4 separate regions of the Mus musculus genome follow, and regions 2, 3 and 4 are each linked to region 1. A link is a contact called in public promoter capture Hi-C data. All regions are on one chromosome and are shown on one strand. The core of a region is the stretch at or near the end of the contact, and the rest is flanking DNA. Distances in the headings are between cores, read along the strand shown.

Region 1 (7,473 bases), core at 1,604-4,103:
AGTATCACAACTTACAGCCTGAGATCACAGGCTTCCCAAGCGTTCTCTGAGTAGGAGGTAAATGGTTAAGGGCAGAACATTACAAAGAGCGAGCCCAGCAAAGACCTTGTGGTAAGAGAGACAACTGAAGCTTCAAGGCATTGAAAGGCTTATATAACCTGAGCACAGACAGTGAAAGTGAGCGGAGGGAAACAGGCGCAAAACCACAAAGAGCCTCTAACGCCTTGTTAAGCATCTCATCTTCTCCCAAAACTAAACTGAGGACGGGTTTAAGCAGTAAGGGGCTGGGGAAGAGTAACCAGCATGGAGGATGGAAGAGGGGCAGAAGGCCAAAAGGAGAAGACTAGGAAACTTCCTGCAGCTATTCAGACCACAGAGAGAAAAAGGGGTGGAGACGAGGATGCCGAATGGTAAACTGACCAGGGAGAGGGGTACACCAATTGCAGCGGGTACCTAGGATATCTACAGCAGCAATGCTCCCACGCCTACCTTTCTGGGCCCTGATTAAATCCTTCGTTTAAAAACAACAAAAAAAAACCACTTTTATTTTCTTTAGTGTGCAGGTGGGAAGACAGTGGTGAACTATACAGGGGATGCGGCAAGAGGGACAGACAATAGGGAAGAGAAGGGCTCCTGGATGAAGCACGCGGTCTGCAAGTGTGAGGACCTGAGTTCACAGCCCCAGAACCACTGAAAAGCAGGTAGGATGGCTCACATCTGTAATCCTGGGTCGAGAGACTCCACAGAAGCTGGAAAGCCAGCTAGCCTGGCATAGGCAGGGGCGAACAACCAAAGAAACCCTGGCTCAAACAGCGTGGGTGGTAAATCCTAACCCAACGTTGTCCTTTGACTGCCACATATGGGTATGCATGTGCCCCTACCACCCATACACACACACAGTCATCCCATACCCGCCAGGTTTCCACTGGTGATGGTATCATTCAATGAGAGAAAAACAGAAAAAGTACCAGGGAAGTGGGCTTAGATCACAGCTTTGGGTTTAAACTAGAGTTCAAATAGTCTTGAATTAGTTATTTTATTTATTTACTCATGTATTTAATTTATTTGAGACGGTGTCTATGTACTCCTGGCTGTCTTGGAACTCACTATATGGACCAGGCTGGGCTCAAATTGTCAGAGGTCCTCCTGCCTCTGTGAGGATCAAAGGTGATCACCCATCCTTGTTCTTGATTACAAACAGACACTTCCACACATCAATTTGGAATTTAGAGGGCAGTTCTGTAGAGGATGGATGAAAGCTTGAGCACCTCAGGCATACAGACAGTTGTAGCTTTGGCTCAGAAGGGATTAGCTGAGGAGAGGAGATAAAACAGAGTGTGGGAATTGAATGACAGGGAGGAGGAAGGTGACTCCGAAAGAGAGATGAGTCAAAACATTAGCCCAGCATTACTGAAGCCATGGAAGAATGTCTTCCATTAAGGAGGAGACGGGCAACACTGTCAGACGCTCTGAGACATCACGTGTAACAAGGATTGGGAAATGGGCATGAATTTTAGGGATGCATTTCAGTCCGACTGTGGTGGGCCCAGGAGGTAGCAGGTGGTAGGCAAATGAGAGTCAACACACACAGAAAATCACCAGACTTTGCCACTGGGGGAAAAAAAATGGTTAGAGGAAAAGTCTGTGGGGGCAGAGGGAGGGTTTAAGAGACCAGTGCATTCCAGAAGGGCTGATGATTCAGGAGAGGGGCTCCTGAGGAGGCAAAAACAGACCCTGAAATAGTTAAAAGGGTCAGCTTGAGATAAAAGGGGGATTATGAAAAAAGGAAGAGAAAAAGATGGAGCTAGTCTGATGACCTCTACCGTCTCTTTGGGACTTTAGAATCTCATGACCTACAATTCTCTTTAGACAGGACATTTACATATATGCATACATGTATGCAAACTTATTCAAATATTCAGGTGTAAGTGAATCAGTCAAGCACAACGTTAGTCTGTAATGACGCAGTTAATGTCCCCAGGTTTCGAACAGGGCAATCTCTGGGCAGGATCCATCCATCAGCGATATTAGCTCTGATGCCTACTGCAATAACAGCAGTGACCTGGCCCCATCTCTCCTCGCCAACCCCAATCCTACCCCGCCGTCCTACGAGCTTAATGGGGAAGTAAAATGTAAATCCCTGAGACTACAACACAGCCTGCTGCATTCGAATCGACTGTCATTTAGAAAAACAAAACGTGACACCCCAAGTCCATCTGCACGAAAGACATTGCTGCTTCACAGCTGATATGTTTCTCCCCAGGAGATGGTCTAAGGTTAGCCGTAAAAGTAATTTGCAGACCTCCCCTCCTCTTTTCATAACATTCATTTAGGAAGAACTAGAAATGGGTTCCCACACCCTCGCCCTGACTGCAGCAGACTACACCCCGCGGTTATCCGGCAGTGCCACCTCAGAAACCCTCGGAGGAGTGTGGAGGGCACACAGCGCTCGTCAGAGGGGGGCTCCAGTGGCCACTACCCTCAAGATGCTTGAAGGACGAGAGAAACGAGCCCCAGGGGATGACAAGGGAAGCACTGGAGACCCGGGGGACGAAGAGACAACCCTCGGGGAGGACAGAGTTTCTGAGCAGAGCTAATCCCCTGCCGCAGCTACACTGTCTCGCCTCCAGCGTTGCTCTGACCTCCCTTCCTTCAGCGTTCCTGGGTGCTCAGCCTCGCGCCCCTTCCCCGGAGCCCTCGTGGACCTCGCAGCAGTCGCGACCTCGGGCGATCCGCTGCGAGCCCGGGCTGCCCGGCCGCCACTCACCCGGCCCGCCATCTTCGCGGACACGTCCGGCTCCCAGGTTGCAGCTCCGCACTCTGCTGAGCCCGCCTCCGCCGCGCGCGTGCTCGCCGGCAGCCGGCCCTCGCGCAGGCGCGCAGCCGCCGGGAGGCCGCGCCCGCGCCCGGCCGCGTCCCCGACGCCCTTCCCCATCCCGTGCGAGCGCGCAGTCCGAGCACCGCCATTTTGGCTGAAGACAAGCTGGCCGCCTCACTGCTACCCGGTTTTCACAAAGCTGGCCACGTGGCCTTTTAATGGACTTTTAGCTTTCTGCTTCCAGACCTCTTAAAACAGAATGCGCCGAGAAAACCCCGCGTGGTTGCTGGCCTTTCCCCCAAAGGGGACTGTGGAGGGGGCGCGCAATAGCTAAAAGCTGGTTCTGAATTCGGATTCTATTCGAATCCGAGCTTTTCTTTGCAGGCACACTTGTTTTGAGAGTGAATCATAATTATATATGCGCTAGCTTTATAGTTCGATATTTTCATTTATAAGCACAACTTCTATCTTTTTTAAGGTGTTTGTTTGTTCGTTTGTTTTAACGTGCATTGGTATTCCGCCATCCACCTCTGCATGTTCAAAACTCTATTTTGAGTCCTCAGGAAAAAAAAAAAAACAATGCCACAGAAAAACTAAAATGATTTGGATAAGACAAAATACCAGAAGATAGTTCTATAAGCAGCACAGCAGTAAAAGTCTCACACAGGAAACAAGACAGGTGTACCCTGTCCTGCCAAGGCTGAAAGTGAGACTTTTAGCATGTAGCAGGACTTCAGGGTTAAGGAGGAATGTTTGACATAGCCTCCTCATATCCGTTCCCTTATGTCCTCTTCAGCACTTTTCTCTAAAGTACTCTTGGGTCCCCTTACAAATATATAATGTCATTTAAAATGTATGCAACATGTAAAAATAAGACATGATATCTATGAGAATACATGAGATATTCAATAAGATTACTCCCTAAAAGGAAAAGTAAAGTTGGAGGAACCCTCTTAGAGGAAAGTCTCTGGGATGGAATGGGTACCTCTTCCTGGGAGCAAACCTGAAGACCTTGAAATACTCTAAAAGGGAGATACTAGGGGTAGGGGGTGCAGCCTAATCAGTCCTGAGAAGCACTCAGCAGGCCCAGGGAACAGCAAACAAAAGGGTGTACACACCGACAGGGATAAAAGGGAGCTACAGGGGTATTTCCTATGCTAGGGTGGTCAAGATAGGGACCAGTTTTTAGTAACTGGTAAGTCAGTAAGTCAGAACCATTCACACTATCAATATCTTCACTGTAATGAGTGTCTCTAAGAAAGGACTCAGAACTAAGCAAAAATTATATTTGCTCAAGAGTTACCTCTCTTTCCAAGAATTCTGTACAGGATCTACGTTCTTATATCATCTTAGCATTGAAATTCTACTCAAGTTTTGCATCTGAAAGATTATTAAATTCATTGATATAACATACCTAACAGTGAAACCAGTAAGACCTAAAAGAAACTGGGAGCTTGCGTTCTTAAGGTGAAGTCTGTTTTCTGTGTTTATTGTTTTCTAACACACATTAAAATAAATTCAACCGGGGGCTGGTGAGATGGCTTAGTGGGTAAGAGCACCCGACTGCTCTTCCGAAGGTCTGAAGTTCAAATACCAGCAACCACATGGTGGCTCACAACCATCCGTAACAAGATCTGACGCCCTCTTCTGGAGTGTCTGAAGACAGCTACAGTGTACTTACATATAATAAATAAATAAATCTTTAAAAAAATAAAAAATAAAAAAAATAAATTCAACCAAAACAAAACAAAACAAAACAAAAGAAATGTGCATTGGTGTCCTGCCTGCACGTCTGTGCCAGATCCTCTTGAACTGGAGTTACAGTCAGTTGTGAACTGCCATGTGGGGTGCTGGGAAGTGAATTTGGCTATCCTAGAAGAGCAACCAGTGCTCTAAGCCACCACGGAACTACCTTTCAGCCCACACAATTTATGTCTTTGGTAATCTTTTTTCTAGTATTGTTTCATTATTAAAGTATTCTGAGAATAAAGTATGCCCTAGGTTCCGTCTGTGTATGAGGAGTTATGTGTGTGTTTGGGCCAGAAGATTCCAAGACGTCTTCCTCAATCACTGGTCCACCGTATTCTTCAAGGACATGATCTCTCACCCAACCTGGAGTAGACTTTGCTGGTTAGCAATTTCCAGGGAATCCTCCTGTCTCCTTCAGTCTCCACCTCTACAGCACTAAGCATGACCTGTTTTCATGGTCATGGATACCAGATATCCTGACTGAGGTCTTCCCCTACTCTGAAAGCACTGTACCCTGCCACTGGGCCTTCTTCCCAAACCCAAGCTCAACCTCCGTGTTGCATCTTCACTGGAATCTCAGAAGGCCTAACTTCAGGCTGCAGGAAGAAAGCTTCTACATTAAATGTGTGTCAGTCCCCCTGTTAATGTTTCTTTTCACATTTTATCCGAGACAATAAGGAATATCGGGGTTTTGCCTTAATTCCTCATTGAAGGAAATGAAGACATGACTGCTCCGAGGTTAAGGAGGATGGTTTTACTGTAGCTATGAGGGAGAGCATAGTTAGAGGCATCTGGAAGAGTCCAGACTGAAGACAGCTAACAGAATAGGTTGGGCCATGAGAGGGGAGAAAGAGAAGGAGAGAATGAGAGAGGAAAAGAAGAGAGAGGGGGGAGAGGGGACCAGGAGAGAGAAAAAAACAAGAGGCCAAGAGGAACCATGAGCGCACTCAACCACACTAGCTGAATTATTTAGACATTTGAGGGTGGGGGGATGGAGGGGAAGCCCAGCTCCTGGGTTGGAGTGGTTCAGGGTAGTGGGTACAATGAGAGATGCTAGGACTAGCCACAGGTACTGAGTGAGACCTGTCCCAGCTTTTCTTGGGACCTAACACTCATAATTCATTAAGAAAAGGGGGAATTTTTGTCCAGTCTGAGAGAAAACAAGCAAAGAACTGGAGTTTAGCATGTTTAGCAATTTAAACTTAAGAACTGATAAAATCAACCCAGGCATAGCGGTGCGGTCTTTTCATACCAGAAGTCAGGAGACACAGGCAGGCTATGTGAGTTTGAGGCCAGCCTGGTCTACAGAGGAAGTTCCAGGAAAGCCAGGGTTGCACAATGAAACCCTGTCTTGGGAGGCGGGGGAGATACACAAAACCAAGAAAGAGCTCATAAAATCAAGGTGTGAGCTCACCGTGAACCAGGAACAGAAGAGAGAATTCATGTGGATTTTATAAACTCCCACTGAAGCTGAGTCCCTGGTGCTGTGTAGGACAGCTCGGATGTGATAGCTAAGTCAGGGGTGATCGCAGGGGTTCCGAGGAAGGTGAGGAAAACAGTTGAATTCTGATGTTAACTTGGAAAAAGCTGTTTAGAAACAAAAAAAAAAAAAAAAAAAAAGAAAGAAAGAAAGAAAGAAAGAAAGAAAGAAGGAAAGAGAAGTAACCTGTAGGAAGTAAAGAACCAGGAGGCTTTCTTGTCCTGTATCTTATCTAGGTGAGCCTCGGCCCTTCTAATGAAAACTGAGCTGCTTGTAAATCCCCCTGAGGTGCATAGACTGATAAACTTAATGATTGCATCCTACTTTTTTATTGTTTTTTTTGTTTTGTTTTGTTTGTTTGTTTTTTGTTTTTGTTTGTTTGGTTGGTTGGTTTTGTTTTTTTGAGACAGGGTTTCTCTGCCCTGGCTGTCCTGGAACTCTCTCTGTAGACCAGGCTGGCCTCGAACTCAGAAATCCACCTGCCTCTGCCTCCCGAGTGCTGGGATTAAAGGCGTGTGCCACCCTGCCCAGCTTTATTGTTATTTTGAATTTAAACTGTGGAGAGTTTGGGGGCAGGGGGGCACTTCTAGAAAGTTGGCAGGAATTTGACATTGGGCTAAGACAGAGAAATAAGCTTAGGCAAGAATTTGACTTTGGGCTAGGACAAGATCTTGACCATCTTGACAAGTCCCTGAACACCATGGGACTATGTTACCTTGTTTCTTATCCTAGGAACTGACCTTATTCTTTGCAGGTACTTAGGATGGTAGAAAAACAGACTGAAAAAGAAAAACCTGCTTCAGCCTCAGCATTGGCTGGAGTCATGTTATAATCTTGTCTAATTGTCTCTTTCTTTTCAATCTTCACTCCCTCCCCTTAGACCTGGTTGAATGACTGAACTGGCTTGGTCATTAAACTTATAAATCACAGCGATTTTGCCCAGTTACCAGGTCCAGATAACATTAACTCTCAGCCCAAAGAGCTAACATCAGTTTCAAGGCTAGTGTCCCTATCTCTACCACTGGCCTGTTCATCTTGTTTTGCTCAGTCAAAGGGTTGCAAGCAGAAATTTCTTCCAGGTCTTTCAACAAGGACCAATGTTTATCAACTTGGAAGGCCCAGCTGCCTGTGAATGGTTAAAAACTAAACAGATCCTGCACCCAGCCCTGCAGGATCTACCAGTGATGCCTCAGGCAAATATAGCTTGTTCTTTAAGCAAGTGTCGAAGGACTCAGAGACCTTGCTCCAGGTTGTCCATGTGTCTCTACAGCCCATCTGTGCCTTGCTCTGGCTCATGTTCAAGGTCATCTTAGAAACAGAAAGGAGTTAATACTACTGCATTTCCTCTTCAACAGCCCTTGCCATGGTAAGTCTGTCTGGTAGCAGCTTGCTCACGTCATGTGGCCTTGGAAGGATGCTCAGACAA
Region 2 (7,001 bases), core at 2,957-5,456, 820 kb before region 1:
TAATCCTTGGTGCCATCCATCTGTGCCATTTCCCACAGACATACACTTATTTACTGGAGACAAACCCTCTTACTGGTAAACTGTCACTAGCCAAGTACACTCAGCAAACCCCAGGAATCTGCCTGTCTCTGCCTCCCTAACACCCCTTCCCCCCAACAGGGGCTTCTCTGTGTAGCCCTGGCTGTCTTGGAGCTTCCTTTATAGGCCAGGTTAGTCTCAAATGCAAAAGATCCGCCTGCCTCTGCCTCCCAAGAAGAAATGCCCCACCACCTTTTGAGTATGTATGAGTCTACCTGCATAAATGTTATGTGCACCACATGCATGCCTGATACCCATGGGATTCAGAAAAGGGCCCGGGAACTGGCATCAGTCACGTTCTACCTTTGTGGGTGCTGGGAATCGAACATGGATCACTGCAAGAGCAGTAAGTACTCTTACCTGCTCAACATTGCTCTAGGCCCCAGCTTCTTTTAACTTGAGTTCTAGAGACAACTTAGGTCTTCATGCTTAAACACTCACTGGCTGAGTTGTCTCTCCCTCCCATTGTTTGTTGAGATAGGGTCTCACTGTAACTCAGACTGGTATTCAGTATGTCAATCCACCTGCCTCAGCCTCCTAAGTATAAGGATTATACTGAGCACCTCTCAACTACTTAAAAATCAAGGAATGGAAACACTTAAACACTGTCAAACCTTCATTTATAAATGAATAACAAATGTCTGCCGGAACCCCCAGGTCCCCTTTCAGCTCCTGTGCCTATCTGGCTCCTACCAAGTTAAGAGTCACACTTTCCTAACTCATTCCCAACTCCCAGTCTCCACTCCTGAGCAGGCTATTGCAAGTGCTGTTCCACCCAGCCACATCCCTTTCTTTCTTTCTTTCTGAGACAGGATCTTAACCTGCAGCCAAGGTTAGCCTCCAATTTTGTGGGTACCTTTGCCTCTGCCTCCCAAGTGCTGGGATTAGCATGAGGCTCCATACCAGGCGCCTCATCTTTTCTTGATCAGGGCAGTGAACATGACAAAAATGGAACTACAGGATGAGCACTGCACTGTGGCTTCAGTTAGTGTTGGCTGCTGATGGGAGCCCTAGGCTAAGGCAGGTGGGCTCCCATAAAATTTAAGGCCAATGAACTCTACAAAGCAAGTCCGAGGCCATCCCAGACTACAGAGCAAAGCCATGCCTCAAAAACAAAAACAAAACAAAGAAAAAAAAGGCACAGTTTGGATTAAGAACTTTAATAGGGGCTAGGGATGTAGCTCAGTTGACAGGATACTGCCTAGAGTGCACAAAGCCCTGGATTCAATCTCTAATACCACACAAATTGTGTACGATGGCACACTCCTGTAATCTCAGCATTCAGCAAGCATAGGCAGGAGTTCAAAGGTCTTGGCTACAGAGAGTTTTCAAGGCTAGCAAGAACTACAGTAGACCCTGTCTAAATTAATCTTAGTCATGACTGAATGCAATGGTATACACCTGAGAACACTTGAGGGGCTCAAGCAGATAGTTCCAGGTCATGGGTGAGAGCAAACATAACAACAATAACCCCATTAGGAGAACAGCCAGATGGCTCATTGTGTAAAGGCACTTGCTACCAAGCCTGACAACAGGACGTTTATCCCCGGACACCCAGGTGGTAAGAGAACAGACTTACAAATTCTGACCTCCACATGTATGCATATGTAAACACAAAGGAAGTAAATAAATAATATTGGGTTTGGTGGTACCTGCCTACAATCCAAGGACTTAGGAGGCGGAGGAAGGAAGTTCAATGCCAGCTTAAACTACAGAACGAGTTTAAGGTCAGTCTGGGCTATCCGAACCCTGTCTCAAAGGAAAAAAACAAGTTGATATACTAGCTCATACCTGTAAATCTAACACGTGGTTGAGGCAGAAGGATTACTCTGCCTAGGGTAGAGTAAGAAGTCTCAAAAAAAACCCAAACCAGTCAATAGTGAGCAGGTATTTCTGTTTGTTGTTTTGTTTGCACAGTAGACTTTAAAATTTTTCTTCAAACCATGAGGTATGGAGGGAAAAATTAGTTATAGCTAGGAAGCTCTCACCCCATTTAGGACTATTCAAGTTTCACTAGTAGCCCTGGCTGGCCTGAAACTCTCTATGGAGAGCTGGCTGGCCTCAAATTTAAGAGATCCACCACATCCAGCTGGAAAGACTTTGTTTTTTTTATTAATACAAGGGGCAGTCCTTCAACCCTGAAGAAACTTTCCCGGGTCCTACTGTTAAAGCAAGGGCCTAGGAGTTAAGACCATCTATAACTAGCAGTAAAATTCATTACAAGGTACTCACAGGTATCAATGGCTAGTTAACCACCTACTTCAGAGCCTTACCTGGGCACAATTTTAACTGACAGCTCAACTACAAAGCTATCATTTGAAGGTGTAGTCTGGAAATCTTTAAGAAACAAGTTCAGTAAGAGAGCCTTTTAAATGCTGGCAGTGCTATAATGTTAGGTTGTAAGTTTATTCGAGGTCTCCCCTATATCCTATATAACACATAAAGTAGATCAAAACTGCCATTTCTACTTAAGTACTTTCTGCATCTACAGAAGAGATGGCTTCAGTAACAATGAGACAGTGGCACAGAAAATACTCTTTTTAGTTTGTGGAACAAGACTTTAAATGGGACATGGTGTAGGCTTACAAAAAAAAAAAAAAAAAAAATCACATCGGAATTAACTCCCTTTGCCCTTGTAGCACAGCCTCTTCGCCCCTAAGTTACGGCTCAGATTTCAAAATGCAAGCAGATGTTTTTGAAGTACCCGAAATGGGCCACTCCGTTTCTATTACTGGACTGTAGTGACTGAAATTATTTTCTTTCCCCCAACCCTTCAAAGGGCATAACCCCATCCCTTTGGCGTGAAATTTTGAAGTGGGGCGACACACTTCAGGAGTTTCCAAAAGCGGATGCTGACGTTCGAGGTCAGGCCATTGGGAGAGTCGGGGCTCGATGGGAGAAATCTTGAGGGCAAGAGAGCTCAGAAATTTCCAAGCGCTAAGCTCGAGCTTTCCACGTGCCCAGATCTAGTTGGTCCCAGGGGGAGTTGGTGGCTGTTATAGAAGTTAGAGGGTTGTTGCTTTTCGCAGCCCTGAGAAGTGGGATGGACACGGTGTATGGGGGTGGGGAGGCGGGTGCAATCCGGCCGGGCAACCTCGGAGCCTCCAGCTCACTAGCACTGCTCAGGGCATGCGGCCAGAGTTGCAACCTCGGCCCGTCCCTGCGAGCCAGGGTCTCCAACTGGCGTCGCGCCCACCTCGTCCTTCAGATGGGGGTCCGGCTACGCCGGGCCTGGCCGCCATACCCGGGATGAATGGGGGTGACGAGAGGCCTTGGGCAGACCTCGGCCTCAGGATCACGTCCCGGTGGAAGCACAGCAGAGGGGAAGCCGTCTTACTGGCCTCTCCTCTGCTGGGATCCCGGGAAATACGCGGTAATTACCCCAAAAGGCCGCTCTCAAAGGCGAGGCGGAGAGGCTGCCGGGACGGTTTGAGGACTGGGCTCGGCCGGGGAGACGCCAACCTTCACCCTTCCCAGCCCCCGACCCAACTCCCCGCCGTCTCCCGGCGCCGCCACTTCAGGCAGCCCACTCGGCCCGGCCTCTCCCCGCGCCCGGACCACCCCCCATGGGGTGCTCTCACTGCGCAGCGAGTCCCTCCGCTGCCTCCTCCCAGCCCAAAATGGCGGCGGCGGCGGCGGCCCCCGAGCTGCTCGTCGCCTTCCTCAAGGCTAGGGAATCCCTCCGCGCGCAAGCCCCGCCCCCGCGACCGGATCTCTATTTCTCCCTGGTAAAGCCTAACGCCATCAATGAACTCTTTAATTGAGCTCTGACAGGGCGGGTCCAGTTGTGCTTCCGCACAGCTAGTTGTTGACAAAAGTCGGGAGACTGGCAGACAAGCGACCCAATCAAAGAAGAGATCGGTGAGCGCGGGACGTTCACGCAAAGGCAAATAGGTTTTTTTTTTTTTTTTTTTTTTTTTTTTTTTTTTTTTTTTTTTTTTTGGCGTTCCTGGGCATGGTTGTTGACGTAATGGGAGCTTGAAAGTATCCTGGGCAGCTTTCCTAGGGTGGAAGAACTACAACCCCCAGCAGCCATTGCGCTGCCAGGCTGTCCTCTTCGCCCCTCCACCTCCCCCCCCCCCCATCTTAGGGCTTTAGCGGCTTGGCCAGAGCTGCTGCTACTGCAGCAAGAGATAGGGCAGAGGCGTTGAGACTCTCATGGACAGGCGGTCGCACAGAAAGACACACAGAGGTAGTGGTGTACACTAAGCCCTTGACAGCAAATAGGTCAGTCCCACCTTCGTTAAATCTCCCTGCCAGGACTTTTCCCTCCTCCAAGAACTCCATTTTTACTCCCATTGAATTTTTTTTCTTCTTCTTTCTGTCAGCTGCATGTAGTTTGAAGACTTCTTCCCTTTAGCTCCCCGTTCCTTGAGACAGGAGAGAAGCCGTCCAGGCCCTGTAGACAAAAAGACTTCAACCATAGGCTCTGACCAGGTCCCAACCTAGAGAGATTGAAGGTGGTCAAGATAGGGGCTTCCAGGAGCTACAGACCCACCCTCTCCACAGCATCCCCCAAGCAGTGTCCTTTCTGGGTGACAGAGCTCAGGCCTACCCTCCTAACTGCCAGCCTGTCTTTACTTATTAGGAGAGCAGAGGCCCAGGGCCTCTGCTCTCCCACTTGGTCCCTTGCTGGCTAGCAATGTGAAGACTAGAGTATGGAAACAGCCTTCCGAGTCTTCACTTGAAAGTGAAGGCCATGCAGGTCTGGGGCCACAAAATGGCTGCTGCTGCTGTGACAAAACAATTCCTGACCAACCAGCTTCTGCCTAAGGACTTAGGTTTCTGTTGTTGTTCAAAGCAGGTGACAGTAGTTAAAGACATCATCTGCTGCAAGAGTAGGAGAAGATGGCCACTGTGAACCATACCAACTGCAACACAGCGTCACCAGCTGCTCTGGAGGAGGCCAAGGTAAGTACCCACCCTCCCAGCCACCTGAAAGCCCTAAACGTGGGGTCAGATAGCTGAAATCCTAGGGCTTTTGTTGTTTTGTCTTGTTGGTTGGTTGGTAGATTTAGAAAACCAGTATTTTATTTTATTTTCGTTTGTTTGAGACCTTGAGGGGGGAGGTGGGGGGGGGTGTCTTTCTGTGTATCCCCAGCTGGCCTCGAACTTGCAACAACGTTCTTCTTCAGCCTTCCAAGGGCTAAAATTACAGCCTGCACCACCACACCCAGCTAGAAAGCCAGTGTTTTAAATGAGTCTGTACTGTGCTCTGGGAAGTAGGCCAGAATGTGATTCAATGATGGCTCATGAATTCCTAAAAGCCCTTCAAGGTAGATGTTATTTCCAGTGGACAGAAGCTGAGGTTGGAGAGCTGCACTACCTTTTCCAGAATCAGGCAGCCTGTGAGGAACAAAATTCCACCTTACATTTAGGGTCTTCTGATAACAGTACCTTGTCTCTCAATGACAAGTGACCTCAAGGACAAATAACTTGGTTAGAGATTTTGCACTTAAAAAAAAATTTATTTTTTCCGGGCTGAGAACCAAGAATGAGTCAAGACAAGAGATTTCGGTGTACAGGTTGACAGGCAGGGCAGGAAAACCTCAGAGGAGAGGGAGAAAGCGCCTAAGTCCTCAGTAAATGGCAACTTAGTATGTGGGCTGACAGCAGGAACCCACAGAGTCCCAGCCCATGCTGGCTCTCGGTGGCCCTTATCCATCACCACACTTCCAAAATAGCAGAGAGCCAAACATCAGAGAGTTGGTTTCTGTTGTTATTGTTGTTGTTGTTGTTGTTGTTGTTGATTTCACAATGCTAGGAATTGAACCCAGGGCCTTGCCAATGCTAGAAAAGTGCTTTATCATGGAGCTACACCCCAGGCCTTTGCTGTTATTGTTGTTTGCTGGGTTTTGTTTTTGTTTTTGTTTTTTTGACAGCGTTTCTCTGTGTAACAGCCCTGGCTGCCGTGAAACTCGATTTGTAGACCAGGCTGGCCTGTAACTCAGAGACATACTTGCCTTTGCTTCCTGAGTGCTGGCATTGTGTGTGTGTGTGTGTGTGTGTGTGTGTGTGACAGTGTTTAACTCAGAGAGGCTTTTAACCCATTTAAGCCTAGTCTGGGTTTCTTATGGCGTTTGTCAAGTAAGGCTACAAGAGAGGGTGAATGTCTCGTGCAGGTTACAGAGCAGAACTTATCTTTTATAGTGATAGTGGTGGAGGGTCAGAGCTTCAAAATGGAGACAATGAATAAGCAGAGGGACAGAGCTGGCTTGGTTTTAGGCCGGAGTCACTAGGGAACTAAGACTGGGAACAGGAAAATGACCGGAAACATACAATAAGCTATCCTTAGATCCCTGTACGTTGTGTCTGTAGGTGGGCAGCAGAGCCATCTTAGTTTGTTTAAACCACCAGTAAGACAAGGCCAATTCCTTATGATCTGATTGATGATCTTCCTGCTACAGGTGAAGGGACACTGCAAATATCTCACAGCGCGCAAGTACGCACACACACACACACACACACACACATGCACACCCCTGGAATCCCCTTAGGATCTCTGAAACACCTAATGAGGCAGTCGGCATGATGCTTCATGTGTGTAATCCCAGAACTCAGGAGACCGTGGCAGCATTGCTGAGACCAGGCTTGGCTGCAGAACGGGTTCCAGACTATCCTGGGCTACCAAGTGAGACCCCAAAACAAACAGCTTGTCTCCAAAAGCAGACCCCCCCCCCCAGGTCCCCTGCTCAGAGGCCAGCAAGATGGCTCAGCAGGTAAAGTTAGTTCTCGTACCAAGACCAACAACCTGAGTTCAACCTCCAGGATCTATAGAATAGGAAGGAAAAACCAACTCCCACAAGTGATCTGTGACCTACACATACACACACACACACAAGCCATGTCCTTAGGATGCGTCTGTATACACACATACACACTTACATAATAAGTAAAACTGTAAAAAAGTGACCCTGCTTAGA
Region 3 (7,741 bases), core at 638-3,137, 610 kb before region 1:
GTATATGTAGTGTGTATATGTATGTATATGTTTGTATGCGTGCACACATCTATGCGTATGGCCTGATGCTGACACTGCTTTCTTCCTCCACTTAACTCCACATAAATGCCACCTTACATATTGAGGCGGGGTCTCTCCCTTGAAGCCAGAGCTCATTGACTTGGCTAGTCCAGCTAGCCACCTTGCTCTAGAGATCCCATCTCTGCTTCCCCAGCACTGGGATCACAGGCAGACTTCCATGCCCACCTACCTGGCTTTTACATGGGTATCAGGGATACAAACTCTGGGCGTCATGGTTACACAGTGAGCGCTCTACCCACTGGGCCATCTCCCTAGTCCCTACTGGGCATGCATCTCTTTGTGAGTAGGACATAGGATGGTGTGCCCAGTGCCACGGGGGCCCCCTTCAGGTGAAGCAATGTCCTGAAGCCCATATCAGATCTTCTCAGACACGGCTTTATAGGCAAGTCAATTCTGTGGCAAATGCCAGAAATAAGCACATTCACACAGAACAGAATGTGAGAAAGGGATAGCTGGGATGCGGCTTTGAGCCACAGCGCTCAGGAGATTTCAAGGGATAGGACAGAAACCATAATGACAGGGGACAGAGAGGACAGATGCGCTTCCTGCGTCACAGTTGGACACACCAGGGCTGTGGCCTTGCCTATTCCAGGCCTGGGGTTGGAAGGGTCCATGGGTGATAGGGCGATGACGACGTGGTACTGGGCTCTTTGGAGCAGGGATTTATGCTTGACAGGCTATGGGAGCTAACAGGGGTCTCGAACATAGGACACACCAGCAGGTATGGGGGATACTGAAGAGAGAGAGGGGGGGAGGGAGGTTTAGGTCCCTGGAGTGACAGGGCTACCCCAAGAAGAGACAATGCAGAATCATAAGGTGGGAGCAGGAGGAAGACAGGCTTGCCCCAGAGACACCAAATGCTTGGGATGAAAGAGAGGGACCCTCAAAGAGGCAAACAGGCAGACCCCCATTCCTTGAGGTGGTCTGCAAGCTGCAGCCATGATGATCCTTCAAACTCCAGAGCTCTCTGTGAGCTCCCCACACCCCCAGCCTGGGTGGCAGGCTAAGGCAGCTCTCCTCTGTTAGCATGGTTGGTTCTGCTGGGTTCTCACTGCTGCTGAGGCTGCAGAGGCTCTTTCACTGTGCTCTCAGGGGAACATGGCAGGCCCCCACTCTGGAGACCTGCATGCAGCCATAGCCTAAAAATAGTATCAAGGGCTCCTAAGTTGTAACCTCTGGGTACAGGAGTGGGGAAGAGGAAGAGGCCTTGCCACCTCAGGTCAGAGAACTGAGCCAAGAAATTCCCCTTCACTTCTTTATGGTCCTGGGCCCCTTGTCTTCAATTCCCTTCCCTTGCCCACAGTGGTAGAAGCCCCGTCTCTCTTGCCCCATCCACGCTGTGGATCTCAGAACTCTCTGTCTGTCCTTCTAAGGACAGACGGGAAAGTTAGACAGAAAAGGCCTCCGAGAAGAATGTCTTGACACCCCCCCTCTTCCCCAACATGCCCTGTTCTGAGCTTTATAATCAGTTCCTAAAAGAGTGCGGCATAGACCCACTGCGGCTCCAAACCCAGAAGGCCGCCCCTTCAGAGGCTCAGCCTTTCCCGAGTTCTGCTAACTTACCTGTGCCCGCAGGGCCCGGCTCTGCCTTCTGACCAGTTTTGAAATCATATCCACCATCCCGGCCCTGTCTGAGTTGCTGGGATGCAGCCTGGGAAAGCTTAGGGGGGTGGAGCCGGGGACCACAACTCTGAGGTGGCACAGGGCAAGTGGGAAACAAGAAGCTGCCTCGGAGATGGCGGGAGGCTGAGACTGCGGCTGGTTTCCTGTCAGGGCTGCGGAAGTGCCTGAGACAGAGTTGCCTGATGGGTGTGGGGTGGCTCAGGTTGGGGTGTTTTCATGTTTCCTGGACTCCACTGGCTGTTCCCCCCGACCACCCTGCCCCTGTGCTCAGTGCTCCAGTGACACATTGGATTGATCTGCATTCCATCCCCAGACACAGCTTGGATCAGCCTCTACCAAATCGTTCACGTGTAAGTCATGGGTGTCGTGGAAGATGAGGCTCAGATGGGGACAGGTGGAAAGAAACTCTGAGGAGAGGGCTTCAACCCCGGGCTAGCCTGGTGTACTGAGGCTCAGACACAAGACTGTGAGTGGCTGTGGACTTGCCGCAGGTCCAGGAGGGTGTGAAGGGAAAGAGGAAGGCTGTGGAGAGAGACGTTTCAGATGAGGAAGGGGTTTGGACACATGCGGTATGGGGAAGCTGGTGTCTAGACTCTGCCAGCCAAGAGAACAGAAGGGACAGCGACCACACCACTGTCTTCCCACTCGACCACCTGGCTCTGTCTCCTCCAGACTTGGTTACCAAGGCACATTGGCCCTCTTCCTCCTGGGTGGCCACATACATCCAACCCCATAGACGTCTCTACATCCAAGTGCCTAATCCGCTCACCTCCACTGAGGGAAAGGAGGTAGGACAGCAACCCGCTCCTTTCTTCTGATCTCTCCTCCCTTCATCCCCTCACTAAGGTGCACACTCCAATCCCAGCCACACACAGCAGACCCAGCGTGCCCTGGGTGAGTAGCTATAGCTGTGTCTCCAAGTCTCTGGGGACCATCTTGTCTGTCCTGTCCCTCCCCAAGGTGCCTCCTTCCTGGGCCCTGCTTCTGAGTCTCCAGTTTGTTTCCAGTGTAGACTCTGACCCCTGCCTGCTCTCCCATTGCAGAAACCCCAGAGAGACAGGGCAGGATTGAAACACTCGGTGAGAACGCAGGAGGGCTGAGGCGCTGTGGCCCTCTGCCCTTTCGGCACCCATATCTGAGCTCTATCAGCAACCCAGTCCCCAGGGTACATGGTCCCCAGTTGGTGGCTCCCGGGAAGCCAGTACTACTCTGGGTGCACAGGCTAGCTCTCAGGCTATCTCGACTTCTCTCCTAACAAGCTGAGGTGATGACCACAGCTGGTGCCCACAAGCACACCATGTTGAGAACAGGAGGGGGCAGAGCCACCTGCACAGACCAATCACCCCATCTGTCTCACAGACCAGTTGTCAATCACCCCCTTTCCCTCTCCAGGCCTCATCTTCAAAACCTTCCAAGGAAGGGGAGGGGAAGGGGACAGTGCAAGGGGAAAATCCTGCCCCCTGGATTGAGAGGCACAGTAAAGGCCCCCAAAACATACTGCACAGAACAGCCTGTGCCTGTAATTCCAGCACTCAGGAGACTGAGGCAGGGCTGTAAATTGGAAGGTAGCCTGGAATTTGTTCATTGTAGCTTCTTGGCTATTTAGTGAGAATCTCTCTCTAAAGAAAAGCAAAAGAGAAAGAGAGGTGGGAGAGGGGAGAGAGGGAGGGAGGGAGAGAGAGAGAGAGAGAGAGAGAGAGAGAGAGAGAGAGCACACAAATCAAATACTCAGCCAGGAACAGGCCTCCATTCACTTTCTAAGCCTGCCCACTCTTTGCTACCCAGACTGGGTGGAGAGACAGCAGGAAGGACTGTGCTTTTTATCTCAATCTTGTCACACAATGGGTCCCTCCCCTACTACACCTTCTGTAGGCCAGTGACTGAGTAACCCTCCGTGTCCACCCAGGCCACGGAGAGAGCTACACGCTCACGGCTGTACGAGAGCACAGCCCTGGGCAGAGCACTTCACTACTATCTGGAGTGACTGTGTGGTCCCAGGCAGGTGCTCACCTCAACAGAATCCCGAACACGATAGGTTTGGGGCTGAATTATCTTGATAAACACAGAATGACTATATCCAGAGGTGTGGGGGTCTGGGTAGGCTCTGTTTCAGCGAGCACTGGCTGGAATTTTTGGGCCCTAGTTTCTTTGGCTGTATAGCATGGGGCTGTCCTCTTCCCCACCCCCAGGGCTGGTTTCTGTGAAAGTACAGCTGGCCTCTGGGTTCCCACACCCACGGGGCCCTGGGGAGAAAGCTGGGTGTGTTTCTGCTTTTCTGATTCTAGGTTTCCAATTGGGCACCCTAAGCACCGGACTCTGCCCCAGCCTCTGGATGACCTCATGGAGCTGCCTGCTGGGCCTCCTCCTCCTGGGTGGGCGAGCTGGGTGTGGCTCCTTCCTGGCACACACTAGGGGTGCTGGCAGAGGGCCCCGCAGAGCCCATCAAGGAACTTCTGGGCTGCCCAGTGGAGCCAAGGTACAGAGTAAGAAAGTGTGACCAGGGCTGCCTTTTACCCACACACCCCTCAGACTTTTCTCTCATTTCGATGCAGGGCACAGGGACCTCTTGTTCAAGCCAGCTTCCCTAACCTGGGCCTGAAGAGCCTTCACAGGCTATGGAGGCCTCACTTCCAACCTCTGTCCACTCCTCTTTTTTAATCACCTTGGTCCTGATGGTGCTTTATAAACTTGGTTTCTCTATCCTTTGTGTGAGTGTGTGTGTGTGACAGAGAGAAAGAGAGACAGACGGAAAGACACACACACACAGGTGGGCACGCACACACACACAGAGACAGACAGACATGCACATACACAGAGACAGATAGACATACACACAGACAGACACACGCACACACACAGACAGTACACACACACACACACACACACACAGGTGGGCACGCACACACACACACAGAGACAGACAGATGCACATACACAGAGACAGATAGACATACACACAGACAGACAGACACACACACACACAGGTGGGCATGCACACACACAGAGACAGACAGACATGCACATACACAGAGACAGATAGACATACACACAGACAGACACACGCACACACACACACACACACACACACACACACACAGAGATTCATACACTTCCCTTCCTTCTAAACACTTGGCTTATGGGGTTCTGAGGATCAAGCCCAAGGCCTCATGCACTCTCGGCAAGCGTTTTACCAACTGGGTCGCACCCCCAGTTTTCTGTGTTGTTTTTGAAGCTCCGGGGTTGAACCAGAGCGTTTCGAAAGCTGGACGAGTGCTCTATCGATGGATGAACTATGTTCCTAACCAGGTCCGTCTTAAAGCAAAAGGGAAAGTGGGGGACTAGGGAAATGGCTCAGCAGGTAAAGCAAGCATCTGCCGTGCAACCGTGAGTACTGGGGTTCACATCTCCAGACCCCAGGGAAGAGCTGGGTGGGTGTGGTGGCCCACCTGTAATCGCAGCAAGGGAGACAAGGACAGGCTTTTCCCAGGTCTGACAAAGAAACAGTAACCGGAGACCCGCCTGGAGGTGTCTGACTTCAGCTTAGGGTCTCCACTTGTATGCACACACCTGTGCATCCACATACATGAGACTACAACTACACGCCATCCACATAGATGAGAATACAACTACATGCCATCCACATACATGAGAATACAACTACACACCATCCACATACATGAGAATACAACTACGTGCCATCCACATAGATGAGAATACAACTGCATGCCACCCACATACATGAGAACATTACAGACCATCCACATACATAAGAATACAACTACATGCCACCCATATACATGAGAATACACCTACACGCACCCATGCAAAAGGATAAAAGGAAATACAAGGGAACGGAGCTGGGGTGGAGCTCAGTGGTGGAGCACTTCCCATGTGTGAGATGCTGAGTCCGATCACTCATTCAGCCCTTTGTCCCACTGCTGCAACCCTTTCATTTGCTTGCATTTATTTATTTAATGACAGTGTCTAGCTATATAGACCAGGCTGGCCTGACTCACTGTATAGCCCAGATTGGCCTCAAACTCTTGGTGCTGGATAGTTTAGGTCACCTTGACACGCACTAAAGTCACCTGGGAGGAGGGAACCTCAATTAGAAAATACTTCGACCCATGAAGAATACAGTTCTTCATGTTGTGAAGCAGGCTGAACAAGCCACGAGGAGCGAGCCAGTAAACAGCACCCCTCCACAGCTTCTGCATCAGCTCCTGCCTCCACGTTCCTGTCCTGACTTCCTTCAAAGATGAGCAGCAATATGGAAGTGTATGCCAAAGAAATCCTTTCCCCTCCAGGTTGCTTTTGGTGTTTCATCACAGCAATAGAAACGCTAAGACACCCCTGGTCCTCTCACCTCTACCTTGTGAGTGCTGGTATTATACCGTGCTGACCACCTTCAAAGCTTTTTAAAACCGTTTTTCACCCTCACTGCTCCCACCACTCAACTTGTTATTTTTCATCTGGAAGCATCTTGTTGAAGCATCTTGTTCTTCTAGCTCCTCCGACTCCCAATCTCTCGTGAACAATTTAGTCTGCAGTCCAGGGCTGGGGGTCCTGGGACCAAGGCATATGGTTCATACCCAAGTCTTGCTCTCCTTCTGTCTGATTCAAGCAGGGCCAGGCCAGGTGGTTGGCAGGATCTGGCTCAATAAAAGGCTGTGCCTGTGTGCAAGGCTGCCTCAGGAACCCTGGGGCAGCCAGGATCTCTAGCAAGCCTCTAGCACCTAGGAGCCAAATACATGGTCTTGGTACTGTCTACTCTCAAGGCTGTAAGGCAGGGAGCAGGAAGACCTCTGGCTTTGATCATAGAAGCCTGCCCAGCCTGATACCTAAAGGCAGAGACCCTCACTTCTTCCACACTCTGGAATGCCCTTCAGCCCAGCCAAGGGGACTCCTTCAGCTCAGCCAAGGTCTGCTGAAGAGAGACATGCAAATCTGCTCCACTGACTGATCAGCTGCTAGGAAGAGACAGGAGAGACTATCCAACCAGTTGCTGCTATCAGAGGCCAGCATGACTGGAGCTGGCCATGTTGCTGGGAGATGGGGATGGGGTGGGGGAGGTAAGGCATGGCATGTTGAGACAATTATCTCAATGAAAGGCCATGGAACAAGGAGCTGCCATGTAGATAGAAAAAAAAAACATGTGTGGGAAATCTACCTCTCACTCACTCTGATCACAGGGATAAACCCTCAAAGGACTAAAGGGTTGGTTTTTAAATTTTTTTAAATTTATTTTTATATTATGTGTATGTGTGTGTACCTGTGTGAGTTTATGTATACAACATATGTGCAGTGCCCACCAAGACCAGAAGAGGGCGCCTGCTCTCTCTGGAGCCAGAGTTACAGGCTGCTGTTCTCCACCATGTGGTTGCTGGGTAGTAACCTGTATTTCCTTCCTCCAAGAGCAGCTAGTGCTCTCGACTGCTGAGCCATCTTGCCAGCCCCAGGATTAAAGATAATAAATAAATAAATAAACAAACAAATGCCATAAAGAAATGCAATAAATAAAAAAATGCAATAAATAAATAAATGCTACTGACCAGTAGCCAGGCTTGGTGGTTTATTCCTGTCATATAGCACTCAAAAGACTGAGGCAGAGGACTGACACAAGGTTAAGGCTAGTCTGAGCTACATGATGGGACTCAAGAATAACAATAATTAAATGATAAATAAAAACAACAATTTAAAAAGGCATGATGGTTTACATCCTTGTGTCTTCTAATCTTGGCACTGGAGAGATTGGGGCAGAAATTGATGGGAAAAAAGGGAGGAGGGGAAGGGGAGTGGGAGGAGGAAGAGGAGGAGAAGGAGAGGGAGAGGAGAGGGAGAAGGAGAAGGAAAGAAGAAGAAGGAGAAGAAAAGAAGAAGAAGGAGATGGAAAGAAGAAGAAGAAGAAGAAGAACAACAAGAACAACAACAACAACTCCAAAGAAGAAGAAAAGAAAAACTCTGAAAGTTTTAATGCATGTGCACATGCGCATGCACACACACCCATACTCACACAGCTGTACATGATGGAGGTTTT
Region 4 (6,863 bases), core at 852-3,351, 780 kb before region 1:
CAGCAGGAGGGAGGATGTAGGGTTGTTAATATGATAATTTCCCACATGATAGGCCCTTTTCAGTTTAGCTTTATTTCCACCAGGTTTTGGGTGGGAGGCAATTGGCAATGAGGATGCAGGCTGGCAATTACTGCAGTAGAGGCCCAATTTCTGGCTTCTCGGTGTCCCTCAAAGTAGCAGTGATGGGCAGAGGAGGCATGGGCACTGACCCCACAAGTACTTCAATGCAGATACCCTCCCTCCCAGCTTCTGAATCCGTTCCTTGCTAGGCTGTGTCCAAGGTTAGGGACACCTTAAGAGTCCCAGAAGCCCCATCAGTAAGCAGACAGCTGGGCACACAGCTGGGGCTCGAAGGAAACATTTGTTGATGAATTGAAAGAGACAGCTATGGAAGAATCAGGAAGTACAGTCTTTAATAAATAAACAAAAATCTCTCAACTACTAATCTCAGGCAAGGCCCAAGGTCAAGGCTAAGGAAGATGGAGGTAGGCATAGGGCAGGTACCCTTCCTATAGGCTCCAGGAGACCCTGTTTCCACCCACCCTGGAAGTCCTTGCTCAGGACATGAAATGAGACTATCTCTCCCATGGTGACAGGGGCGATGGTGAACTTGGCAGGAGGAAGGCTTTAATCAGGTCAAGCTGGGGAGCGTGCAGGTTTGTGTCTGGTTTTCCTCATAATTAGATAATTAATTTCCCAGTTCCTGCTGAATCCTTTGTCAGTGGCTTTGAGTATGAACTAGAGAGGTGGGAATGACCTAGAGTAGCCATTTAGAGCCCCTGGGCTGGCACAGAGAAAGTTCAAGGCTCCCTCAGTGTAGGGCACCTCACCCCATGGACTGGCAGAACAGGGAGGGGCTGACTCAAGAGCCCCACAGATTAAGTGGGAGAATTAGAGGTGTTAATTCAGGATGGAGTTCGAGCCCCGGTTATGAAGGCCTACCCCTTCTCCACTCTCCTACCCTAAATAAGAAGAGTCCGAGGCTATAGATTTTTGGATATGAACAGAGAGGCTCGTTTCTGCCCTAATTATCTGTGTGGCCTTGGACAAGACCCCTTGCTACAGCTACGGAAAGGCCCCTTGTTACCGTTACAGAAACAAGGACATCCATACCTACCTTTGCTGGTCACTATCACAGAAATCTTTCTGTAACTATCAGATAGCCAAGATTGTCATTCTTCAGCCAGCCTAGGTCCCTCATGGTGACAGTGTCAAGATTTTCCACCCATCTGAGGTGCCTGTTCCTCCCCCAGCCTAGCAGCTGCCTTTAACCCTTCTTAGTGCCCTACTTCTCCTTGGCACCACCACAGTGATCTCCAGGTTCGCCAACCTCATTTTTCCACGAGTGCCCCCAGTCTAAAACTGCTGAAGATGCTGGCACAGTCACATCTGGTCAGGTCTCAATTGACCTATGTCATTGTCCTCCAACCTGTTTGCAGATAATTCCCTCTGGTCCTCAGATCATCTCTGGGCCCAACGGAGGAGAGACACAGAGGTGGGGGGCCTGGAAGGGGGTTCCCATCTTCTTAGTTGGGGACCCCAAAGGGGGACCCCCAGCAGCAATTACGCCCACCAACCGCACCTCAGCGCCACCTTAGGTTTCTAAGGCGCGCGCGGATTGGTTGGACAATCTTCCGCCCGGGGGTCTGCCTCCTCCAGGCTCGGGCCTAGGGACCCCCCTACTGCCGGGCTTAGGGTGGAGAGCTGCGGTTCTAGGACCCGGAGGCGCCGGGCGAGCGCGCCGCTGTGTTCTCGGCCTCGCCTGGGTCGGCTCCGGCTCGGGCAGGTGCATCGGCGGCCGCCCCCTCCGCCGCAGGTGCACTGCTCGGCAGCCCCCAGCCGGCGCGCCATGGCTGCGGAGGACCCCCGGCCGTCGCCCGCGCCCGCCCCCTCCCTGCAGCCCGCCCCCCTGGGGCCGGGTGCGCGGCGGAGAACTGCGGTTTGCGCGCACCGGGAGCGGCAGCAGAAGTTCGAAAATCGCCGAGGGGGGAGCCCGCGCCGCAGCTTCCTGCCCCCGGCCCAGCCCTCTGGCCCCGGCCGCCTGCAACCCTACTTCCTCCCCGAGCCTCGGTCGCCGCCCGCTCCCTCGGACGGGGCCGCCGCGATGGGACGCCGCGCCCCGGCCCCTGCACGCCGCTGAGCCGAGAGCCACCTAGCCAAGCCTCGCCACACAGCGCTGCCCTTCGCTTCCAGGCTCCCGGAGCCTAGTCCGCGACCCCCAGGGAAAACTGGATCTCCGAGGCTGGAGGCGCCTGGCCGGCTGGGTGGGGACCACCATGGGCAACGCGGCTGGCAGCGCCGAACAGCCCGCGGGCCCCACCGCGTCGCCCCCGAAGCAGCCAGCCGTCCCCAAGCAACCAATGCCGGCGGCCGGGGAGCTGGAGGAGAGGTTCACGCGGGTCTTGGTGAGTGTGACCTGATGCGCACCAGGAGCCAGGGATGACAGGGGCTCCGCATGCGTCCCCGCCTCTTGGGACTCAGGTGCGGCTTGGAGATCCCTGGTCCACCTGCTGTCCCTCCAGAGGGGTAGGAGTAACACTGTCATCTTTCAGAGTGACTTGGCACCCCCCCCCCCAAGAAACTTTCTTTAGCCCCCTCCAGGAAGCTTTCTTAAGAGACCCCCCCATCGACCCCCTTCCTATGCTCCTAGTTCTAAAGGTGTCAAAAATGTCTCATAAGGTTGAGTTCCAAACGCGCCCCAGGTGGGAGGGGGCTGGCGCCCACTTTTCCACTGCACGCAGGCCCAGCGGCTGGGTGCAAGTCTGGAGCGCTTTGCCCTTCTGCGTCTCAGGGTCAAAGAGGAAAGGGGTTATAATTTAACCTTCTGGAAGCTGTAGACCTAGTGGAGCCTTCAGTCCTGGGTTGTTCTGGTGTCTGGCGTAGGAGTTGGACTCTTAGACCCTCCACTTGTATTTATCACCCCCACCATGTCCCGGAATGGGTGTTTGCAGTCATTCCCTCATCATGGACCACCCCCAACCACTGAAAGGAGTAAGCTTAGGAAGGGTGGGGCCAGGATAGGCTGGTCATTCTGGCTTGGAGTGGAACAGAAATCTGGAAGGCTCCCCTCCCTCTTGGCTGTCACTTGCTTGGGAAACTGGGGCAGGCAAGGGTGGGTTAGGATGGAGTAGCAGCTGAAGTCTGGGCCTCTGGGAGGGAGCCATCAACTCATCAACTCTGAGCATGGAGTTAAGTGGTTCAAAGTGTTTCTGATAGGGTGGGCTGTGCAGGCATTGGGAGGCAGAAGTAGGGGAGGGGAAAGGCCAGTCTTTTTCACTTCCTCCTCTTCACCCCAGCACTCTTTCCTGCTGTCTTCTGTAGGTGGCTGCCCAGTGGCATCCCTGTTAGGCATCCCTGGCTGGACACCGGGTGACAGTGGGGAAGGCTGGGCTGTTTCCTAGAGGCATTTTCCAGTCTCAGTAGGCTGATGTTGCAGGTCTGAGGATGGGAGTCCAGAGGAGGCTCACTCTGGATGCAAAGAAGTGCTGACCCTCTGTCCTCCACACCTCCTGGATAGCATTTCCTCTCTCTGGCAAGCGAGCGAGTCAGTAGGCCTGACTTGCTAGATCCTTTGCATGGTCTCAAAGGGGCAACAGTTCCTGAGAATCCTGGCTTCGGAAGGAGAGGAGGAGCTTGGGGGGACCTCTGAGATGGGGCGGGGTCTCTCCTTGTGAAGGCACAAGTGCTCAACTTGGGGACAAATAGGGACTCTGAGGGACATTTCACACTAGGCTAGCTTTGGACTTCCCTGTCTCTCCACCTGCCCCTAACTCCCTCTTCCTCAGATCCAGGCCTTGGCCAAGCTCAGCAGAGCTGAGCAAGTGGGGGAGGGGGTCATATTAGGAGCCTGGGTGATGGCAGGTTCAGCCTGTCAGGAGGGCCATGGGTTCGATTTTCCCTTAATGGGTGTGTCTATGGATAAGGGATAGTTCTTGGCCAATCTGTTAGGTCAGGTACACTAATGGGAAGGAGCCTTGTGAATAATTCAGACCAGTGGAAATTCCAAAAGTCAAGTGCAAGACTTAATTGCCCTGGGTGGATTTTCGGCTGTGATGGTCGGATAGGAAATGCTGCTGAAAACCCCTGAGGGCCAGGGCTTGGAGGGAATGTCAGGAGAACCTTCCAGAGTGTCCTGGTGGCTCAGTGGAAGCCTAGGGCAGCAGCACCCACAGGGCTTACCCATCCCTTTTCCGGTCCCCTGGATTTCAAAGCTGTCCCTTATCCTCTGGGGGTGGGTAAACTCATCTTCAGGTCACACAGTTGAGAACTGGCTTTTCTTGTTCCCTCACCATTAGGGTCATGAGCCCCACCTGGATTAACGGCCCTGACCTCTGCCTGAGGCCACCCAGGGCTAAAGATTGGTGAAATCAGGAGTCTACCAGTGGGTGTAGCTCCATCTGACCTCTACTCTTGGGGTCATGCGCAGTCTTTAGGGACTGTCTAGCATGAAATGAACTTGAAGTTGTTATGGGGGCCCCACCCTATGGATTCCCCAGTGTTGATAGGGGAACACAGTTCCCCAGTCACATGGCCCTGGGAACCTGTCATTTCAAGTTTAGCCTCTTCGTCTTTGGTAGGGAGTAGGATTCCCAACTCCCCAAACTTCCTCTTCTCTTAGCCACGGTGCTCTCCTTATGATTTGGGGTGCTTCCACCAGCCAGGCAAGGGGAGCAAAGAGACATTTTCCCATCAAGGGTGGATGGTGGGGTACTACCTTTCCAAGAAGGCTTTAAGAAAGGGGGTACCCTGCTTAAAATGGGGGTGGCAAGAAAGAGCAGGTTGAGCCAGGGTTTCGAATGCTGCCTTAGCAACCGCGGAGGAGCGATGGCTGCCCCAACTACACAGGCCTGCTGTGGTGGTGGAAACACACCAGCCAGCCAGGCTCTGAGCTCTCGCCTCTCCTACGCCCATGCCCAAGGCTGGGTGTCTTCCAACACTTCTCTGTCTTCTCTGAGAGGCATGCAGAGCAAAGGTTTGAGATGGCAAGCCACCCTGTCCAGGACAGCCAGGAGTGCAATGTACACGGCTGGCTACAGGGCCCCGGTGATTTGATGCCTGTGGACCTGGGGTAAAGGAATAAGGGAGAGTGCCTAAGGGTGTCTGTGTGAAGCTGAGTAGTACTGTATGCAGGCAGGGCTGGGTGAGGGTCCGGCTTACTGGGGGGCTCTTACTCATACCCAGGACGTGGGCACTTTATCAGGTAGTTTGAGGCAGTCCGGACAGCTCTAAGCATTTTAGAGGTCTTTGGAGTTCTATCTTCCACTTCTGGGACTGGTGATGAAGAAAAGATTGGACACTCCACTTTGCTGGGCAGTGACAAAGGTGGACCCCTTAGTGCTTGGGGTGTTACTCGGTCCCCATGGTGGACTGTTCCTACAGTGGATCTCACTGGGGTGTGGCCTTGTGGTTAGCTGTTGGGTTGGGCAGAGGCCATGGCTGACATTCCCAGCAGGCATAGCTAGCACATGCTGGCCTGAAATGCAGGGCAGTGGGCATGATTCACAGTGGCACCCAGGGTCAGTTGGCAAAGGGCTGGATGAGAGGAGCAGGGGCAGGTGTTTGCCCTTGGGCCACCTCTGCATTTTTTTTTTTTTCTTGAGAATTCAAGATTCTGGAAGGTGGCTTGGTTCTCCCTGCCTTTGAAGGGGGGTGGAGTTGGGGACCGTGGCAGCTTGGCAGATGACTTTCATCCTTGTTGCTTAATTCGTGTGTGCGACCTTGGGCAAGTTCACAGCAAGTTCCAGTGTTTCTCACGCCTAAAAAGAGGATAATAGGTATATGGCGGCCTCCTAGGATTGCGGAGGTAGAGGGCTAGGTATTGGGTCTATCAAGGAGCAAGTGCCTGTAACCATTCTCTACAGTGAGTGAGGGGAGCTGTCCGGTGCCTCCCCAAGGCCCCGTGCCCCTCCCCCACAAGAACATCCTAGGTTGCCAGGCATGACTGAGTCACCTCCAGATCTCAGCTAACACAGGCCAGGCAGCCTCCTTTGTCATTACACAGGTTAGAAGCCATGAGGCCCAGACTGAAAACTGCCTGAGGCCGGAAACCACGAGAGGGAGGGCCCAGCTCCCCTTCAGGGGTGGAGTAGCCTGGTGCTAACGGTGGTAGCAGCAGCCAGCGGTGTGCACCCGAGGAGGGGGTGGGAGGCCTCCACTTCCCTACACGCATAGTGTGCTGGGGGGGGGTTCCCCCCAGTGAATAAGAACTCAGTGTGGGTAACAACAGGAAGTGTAGGGTACTGGGTGGCAGGAAGCTACTCTGGCTGTTCCTGGTTTCTCAGATGGAGGATTGGGGCTAGGGCTGTCTGCAGCCAGGACCCCAGTGCCCTTATTTTGGGGAGGAAAAAAACCCCAAACCCTAGCCGGGCAGGGGTGATGAATGCGTTAATCCTGGCACTTGGGAAGCAGAGGCAGGCAGATTTCTGAGTTCGAGGCCAGCCTGGTCTACAGAGTGAGTTCCAGGACAGCCAGGGCTACACAGAGAAACCCTGTCTCCAAAAACCAAAAACCAAAAATCAAAAAAAAAAAAAAACAAAAAACCCAAACCCTGTGTTTTTAAACCATATTGTTATCTAGGTCTCCTTGGGCAAGTGACTTACTAGCTCTTTGCCTCAGTTTCCCATCTGGGACTTGGGGTTATAATAGTAACTGGTGTGCTTGCTGTGGGTGTTTAAATGAGTTGGTAATAGGTTACAATACTTAGAGGGAAGTGAGACCAAAGGCGTGTTAGGGGATGTTCATTATTGTTGTTGTTGTTGTTGTTGTTGTTGTTCTCTTGCTGGGCGATGTGCATGGTGAGGTGTGGTGTTCTGGCTCCCACACGCTTTGACCTTTGTTCTCCTCTGGAGAACCTGGAGCTTAGA

The links. Promoter capture Hi-C pulls out the DNA fragments that hold promoters and counts their contacts.
Region 2: a contact with region 1 is called in a promoter capture Hi-C map of embryonic stem cells, with 3 times the contacts expected there. The contact joins the promoter of Hexim2 here to the promoter of Nsf in region 1. A contact is called at or near these places in 3 of 39 promoter capture datasets (embryonic stem cells, hippocampal neurons and liver), 1 of 484 Hi-C or Micro-C datasets (cortical neurons) and 1 of 115 datasets of contacts at active chromatin or transcription factors (cardiomyocytes).
Region 3: a contact with region 1 is called in a promoter capture Hi-C map of pre-B cells, with 3 times the contacts expected there. The contact joins the promoter of Arhgap27os3 here to the promoter of Nsf in region 1. A contact is called at or near these places in 2 of 39 promoter capture datasets (embryonic stem cells and pre-B cells) and 2 of 115 datasets of contacts at active chromatin or transcription factors (astrocytes and embryonic forebrain).
Region 4: a promoter capture Hi-C map of liver shows a contact between it and region 1, with 2.2 times the contacts expected there. The contact joins the promoter of Fmnl1 here to the promoter of Nsf in region 1. A contact is called at or near these places in 6 of 39 promoter capture datasets (the 3T3-L1 cell line, hippocampal neurons, liver and 2 more) and 1 of 115 datasets of contacts at active chromatin or transcription factors (pancreatic cancer cells).

The regions. Positions count from the first base shown.
Region 1 is chr11:103,951,203-103,958,675 of GRCm38.p6, forward strand. It overlaps Nsf (N-ethylmaleimide sensitive fusion protein), which reads right to left and starts at 2,854. Exons shown (of 21, transcript NM_008740.4): 1 at 2,768-2,854. The coding sequence starts at 2,779.
Region 2 is chr11:103,129,153-103,136,153 of GRCm38.p6, forward strand. Hexim2 (hexamethylene bis-acetamide inducible 2) reads left to right here and starts at 4,207. Exons shown (of 3, transcript NM_027658.2): 1 at 4,207-4,305; 2 at 4,883-4,989. The coding sequence starts at 4,927.
Region 3 is chr11:103,342,866-103,350,606 of GRCm38.p6, forward strand. It overlaps Arhgap27os3 (Rho GTPase activating protein 27, opposite strand 3), which reads left to right and starts at 1,888. Exons shown (of 4, transcript NR_045346.1): 1 at 1,888-2,054; 2 at 2,551-2,598; 3 at 3,990-4,180; 4 at 4,937-7,261. The region is part of intron 3 of Arhgap27 (Rho GTPase activating protein 27); the gene reads right to left.
Region 4 is chr11:103,169,037-103,175,899 of GRCm38.p6, forward strand. Fmnl1 (formin-like 1) reads left to right here and starts at 2,102. Exons shown (of 26, transcript NM_001077698.1): 1 at 2,102-2,405. The coding sequence starts at 2,277. Gm51919 (a long non-coding RNA gene) reads right to left here and starts at 1,540. Exons shown (of 3, transcript XR_003949776.1): 1 at 1,118-1,540.